Linked DNA regions of Mus musculus: region 2 is linked to region 1. Evidence: chromatin contacts called from public targeted proximity ligation data. All regions are on one chromosome and are shown on one strand. The core of a region is the stretch at or near the end of the contact, and the rest is flanking DNA. Distances in the headings are between cores, read along the strand shown. Region 1 holds the start of 2700081O15Rik (RIKEN cDNA 2700081O15 gene). Region 2 holds the start of Ahnak (AHNAK nucleoprotein (desmoyokin)).

Region 1 (2,700 bases), core at 176-2,675:
TTGTCTGTTTTGGTTTGAAGGTTTTGTTTGTTTGTCTTCCATTACTTTTTTTTAAGGTAGAGGTATAGAAAAAACATTAGATTCAAGATCTGGCTTCACTGGTGCCTTGCCCAGTGACCTTTGGTAGGTCAGTCACATCCGCTCTCTGGGCCTATACGCCTTTGTCTGCAAATGCACTGACTGAATAGCTAGCATCCTACTAAGCATCTTTCCAGTGCAGGACCACTGTTAAATCTAAGGCAGACTGGCCCTTTAAGAGCAGAAAGAAGAAAAAAATAAAAGAAAGAAAGAAAGAAAAAGGAGGAGCTGAGATTTTTTTCAAAAAAATAAAAAGGGGGGGTGGGGGGCGGGGGCTTATAGGGAGAGGAGCTCAAAGAGTAGAGAGCACTCTCCCTAGTACGGATGGAACCTCCGCTGATCTAAAGGCAATGAACCTTACAGAAGGGAGACAAAAAAAAGCAGTTGGTTTTAAGGGCCAACTAGGGCCGGCAGGTCTTGGTACAGCTGACAAACTGGGGCCAAAATCGATTCTGAAACGCGACAACGCACGGGTGGGGCATCCACCTTCGTGTGCGAACCCATCCCTCACTAAGACCTTCCCGACGTGGGGTATGACAGACGGGGGCCCCCAGGACGCAGGCTGCGCTTTGTTTCTCGTAGCGTAACCGTGAAGGGAAGAGTTCACGTCTCCAGCAAGGCCACGCAGAAAGGGATGGCATAACCGAGAACAGCGGAATCCCGAGCTATGCTACTCTGGGGAAAGCCTCAGAAAGGGACAGAGGGACTGGGAAGCCTTTAAAAGACAGACCACCTGGGAGTGTGAAAGAGAAAGGGCGGGAGCCGCAAGTTCCAGCACCTCGACTCCCACGTCGCTGCCCCCCCCCCCAAAAAACGAGCAACGCGGGGCCCTTTAAGGAGCAGGGATCCGCCCCAGCCCGGCGGGCAGACCCCGCCACGGGCAGGGAGCGCCCCGCGGGCCTTGTAGCTGCTCTCTGCGCCCACCAGGTGGCGCCCCGAGCCGCCCTGCGCTCGTCCCCCGCTTTGTTCGGCGGCCGAGAGGGGCCCGGAGCCGCAGCCCTCCCCTCCCCCACGCCGGGGCCCCCCACCCCCGGTCGTCGGCCCCAGATCTTACCGCCGTCGTCCTCCTCGGGCTCCGTGCCGCCGCTCGCTGCGGTGGGCGGCAGCCGTCGGCCCCGTGCCGAGGTCACTGCGGGCCCGGGGCCGCCCCTGCCGCCGCCGCTCCGGCTCCGGTGGTCCCCGCCGGGCTCCATGCGCTGCGCTGCGGAGCGGGGGCCCCGGGGCGGCGGGGCGCGGGGCCGCGGAGCCAGCGGCGGCGCACGCGGGGCGCTCGGTGCGCGGGGCCCCCGGGCGCGGGGCGCATTCACGGGCGGCCGGCCGCACGGACGGCTGACTGCTCGCTCGGCAGCGCGGGCTGGACCGGGGTGGGGATTCCTGTCTGGGGCCCCTGGGGCTCCTTTAAGGGCTCCTGGGTAAATTTAAAGGGGCCGCGCGCAATTTCCTCCTGCCAGCTCGCGGGGGGCTGGTGCGGGGAAAGCGGGAGGTGGCAAGTCCGCAACGGGCGCTTGTTACGGACGCGGGGAGCACGGTCCTCAGCGCCCTCGTGGGTCCGCCCTGCCGCGTCCGCAGCTGCAGCTCCGGCTGGTAAAGAGTCGCCGAGGTGACCAGGGGCGCCCGTGTCCAGTCCGCTGCGACGCGCTTCAGCCACCGCCCCCTCGGGGCATCTCCGAGCGCGGCTCTCCGCAGCCCGCTAGCAGGGGACCGCCCGGTGCGGCGGCACCGTTCCCCTCTCCGGGGTGCCTCGTCCTCCCGCAGGAGCTGGGCGCGGGCCCCAAGCAGACGCGCCTGGCAGGGGCCCCAGATGGCCGCGGCCCCGCGGAGAGGGTGGAGCCGTGGGGGCTGCCGCGCCCCCTCCCGCGGGAGCCTGGGGCTAGCGCTGGCAGCTCTGGCTTCTACCGGGGAGGGGCGGCGGGGCGAGGTTTCCCTGGAGCCGGCCAGAGTGAGGGCGGCGGCCGCGAAAGCGCAAGCCGGGAAGAGGGGCGCGCAGAGGAGTGTAAGAGAGCTAGCACGCTGCGCCTGGCCAGCCGGCGTTCCGAAACAGAGGTGGCCCTGGGCTGGAAGCCGGAAAGAGAGGGAGACTGCGGCGGTGATTCAGGCTCCTGCCCCCGCAGGCCTATAGGTACCGGGTGAGGCACTCCGCTCAGCCCCGGGCTCCTGCACAGGACGAAGGTGCAAAGAAGGGACTGGGATCCTGGTGATGGGCAGCTGGAGATTCGCATCCCTAGGCTGGAAAACCCTGGGGCGAATTCTGGCTTCGGCCGAGGGACACCTTCAGGTCTCAGGCTCCCGGTAAGCCTGGAGAAGGAACCTCGAAAGGTTGTAGGGTCGAGGCAACCTGGGGTCCTGCCAGGGCCAGCTGGAGAAACAGGTCCTCCCTTAGCCTTTGGTTAGTCGTCCACAACAAAGCAGAGGCCTGGAGATCCAAATTACAGGATGCCAGAGACCATGAGGGTCTAGAAGTGGGTTTTATTCCCTCCCTGTCGGGGAGGCACACCACAGTCAAAGAAGGCACCATTCATGGAGTCATTCTCACACTTAACACCTACTATGTGCTACAAGAGCTGACACTCTGGACATGCAGCAGTGAACAAGATTGCTACTAATGCGGGTAACTTAGACATC
Region 2 (2,700 bases), core at 27-2,526, 1.6 Mb before region 1:
ACACCCTAAGCATGTTGCCTTTCCAACCCCACAGTAGGATCTTGCCCCCCGCCCTCTCCGCTGGCGCGCACTGCAAAAGTGAAGGGTTCCAAAGGAGAGCAGGGAAGTCCTTCACCTACGCCCTGCGCTCCGGCCCCCACCGCCTACACACGGCCTCTTTCCCCCTCCGCTTTGCCCCTCACCCCCACCCCCACCCCCGAATTCTGGTTTGAATTAGTCACCGGCTCCAACCACTACATTCCTCAGGCTGCTGGAATCCAGCCAGGCGCTGGGGCGGGGGCCATCCCGCCCGGACGAGTTTGGGAGTGGGGTGGGGTGGGGAGAAAGCACCGCCCCTAGAAGGAGCAAGGGAGGTTCTGGGGACTGTGTCGATTGCACAGCCCCCTCCCCGCCCACCCAGCGCAGGAATCTCCCTAATTATGTCCCCCACCCCCCCTCCCACTCCCACCCATCCCACAGGGAGGCACGCTGCAAACTTCCAGGCTCCGACGCCCTGGAGAAAGAAGGGAGTTTTCTGGATCTGGAAACACAGAGGGGCAAGACTAGGGCGGGGCAGTTGAAGGGGAGCTGTTAAAGTCGCCGCTAGGAGCCAGAAAGGGAGAGGCTGGTGGTACAGAGCAGGGTGGGGCCGAGGGGAATCCGGACGCGAAGTTCGAGATGGAGGTGTGGGGAGCCGCGAAAGACAGCAGAGGGGGCACGCGGTGCAGGGGCGCGGGAGGGGCGATGGGGCTCTTGGAAACTTCTCCAGTAAACATGGTATAGGAACCAAGTAGCGCTCTGAGCCGCCGCCCCAAAGAGATGGAATCGGTCAGGGACCACCAGATCAGGAACGCCCTGCACTGCAGTTGGAACGACAATACATCCGCGGGAAAAAACTAAAAGCGCAGCAAAGCACACTTCGAAGCGATTTTCTAACTTAGTTAAACTTGGCCCCAACTCCGGAGAAAGAGCTTTACTCCCGAAGCGTGACGCGTCGCCTGCCCCGGCGGCCGCAAGCGGCCAGGTTTGCTCCCAACAGTCGGAACCCTCGTAGTGACACTACCGCAAATGCACCTTGTCCGAGTCCCTCTCTCCCCTGGTCGCCCGAACCCTGGCCCCACACCTTACCGCCCAGCGCTCCGCTTCCCTACCTGCGGGCTCAGCCCCAGGACGCAGCCATAGCCGGCGAAGGGCCCGAGGTCGCAGTGCTGACTGCTGGCGACGGCGAGCCCCAGTCGGGGCGGGTCTGGCAGGGCGGACAGTGCAGTCCCCGCGGCAGAGCTGCTCCAAGTGGCCGGGCCCCCGTGCGCGGAGGCGGCTCTTGTAACTCGGGCGGGTCTGCCCGGAGCTGTGGGGAGAGGGCGGGGCCGGGCGGGGCCCGAATAGGGCAAGGACCCGAGAGCACGACTAACACTGAAGCCACCCTGGAATGGGCCGGTGAAGGGAGAAGGTTGAGGGGGCTCAGGGACGAGGAGGCGTCGCCTTTTCCCCTCCCCTATCCCATCTATTGCTCCTGTCCCGGCTCTGGATCTTCCCACCCCATTTTAAACAGTGTGTGTGTGTTCACCGGCAAGAAATTCCTGGAAGCACGCAGGGGCACAGATTCACAGTCGGAATCCAGAGTCAACCTAGTCTGCAGAAGAGCCAAGAAGCTCAGATGATTCAACCTCGACCTCCAGCCTCCACACAGACCTTTGAGCTTTCTCTCAAGCTCAGATACATTAATCCCAGGCCCCAGCCTCCTCTCCCAGTTCCCAGGCTTCTTGCAGCCTCGCCCCGTTCCTCGCCTTCAGGCTCTCTCCTCTTCTACAAAACACACTGACTCTAAGACTTAGATCCGACCCCTAGGAATGGAGTCACCTATGCACCACACCACGGTGCTGTTCTTCATTGCAGCGACACCAGTCAGGCCTGCAGCTGTTGGACGCACCATGGAACAACTCACTCTCTCCTGTAAACTCTGTCCCCCATGCCTTTTGGGTATTTTATTTGGGGGAGGGAGCACAGACTGTGTAGCCCGGCCATCACAGAACTGGCTAGAACTGACAGCCTTACAGATTCCCCTGCCTCTGCCACCCTGGGACTAAAGGCATGAACCACTATGCCCCAGTAAGCTTGAGGAACCCAAGATCCAGCACTTTCTTTGCATTCCCAGGCCTTCTGCGCCTCTCACAGCTCCTCCCCCATATTTCCATTTGCAAGTTGCTCCGCTCCCCAATTTACAGCCATTTCCCACAGCCACTTCTAACTCTATGTGGATTTTATTAAATGCTTAATGATGGGGTTGCAGAGATGTTCTGGCTGCATCCCCCCTCCGCACCTCCCTTTTTCTCCTTCCCTATTGAGTTCTACCCTCTCTGGCAGGTGGCTACCCAGCTGCCCACTCCAGTTTCCCTTCCTTCCCAAATGCCCCAAGAGGCCTCAAGCTGGAGAACTGAGACCTTGGCCTGAGGCAGGAGCACCTTCGCTCCAAGATCATGAGTGGGCTGGGGCTGAGACCAGCCCTGCCCTGTCCTCTGAAATGGCAAACATGTTTGCAGGCTAAAAATATCAGCCAAGTCTGCTGCCAGCCCTGGGGGCTGTGTCCAGGTCCAGTTACCACACAGGGTACAGGCGATGGGGGGAGGGAGACAACAGAAGGGAGTGACAGAGAACAGACACAGATGTAATGGACACACCAGGGTGGAGAGAAATGTAGGTAGAAATTCAGACAGGCATGGA

The links.
Region 2: a targeted proximity ligation map of embryonic forebrain shows a contact between it and region 1, with 5 times the contacts expected there. A contact is called at or near these places in 3 of 130 datasets of targeted methods (embryonic forebrain, pancreatic cancer cells and stem cell-derived neural progenitor cells).

What each region holds. Positions count from the first base shown.
Region 1 is chr19:7,416,350-7,419,049 of GRCm38.p6, reverse strand. It overlaps 2700081O15Rik (RIKEN cDNA 2700081O15 gene), which reads right to left and starts at 1,425. Exons shown (of 5, transcript NM_175381.6): 1 at 1,133-1,425. The coding sequence starts at 1,271.
Region 2 is chr19:8,987,860-8,990,559 of GRCm38.p6, reverse strand. It overlaps Ahnak (AHNAK nucleoprotein (desmoyokin)), which reads right to left and starts at 1,276. Exons shown (of 5, transcript NM_009643.2): 1 at 1,131-1,276.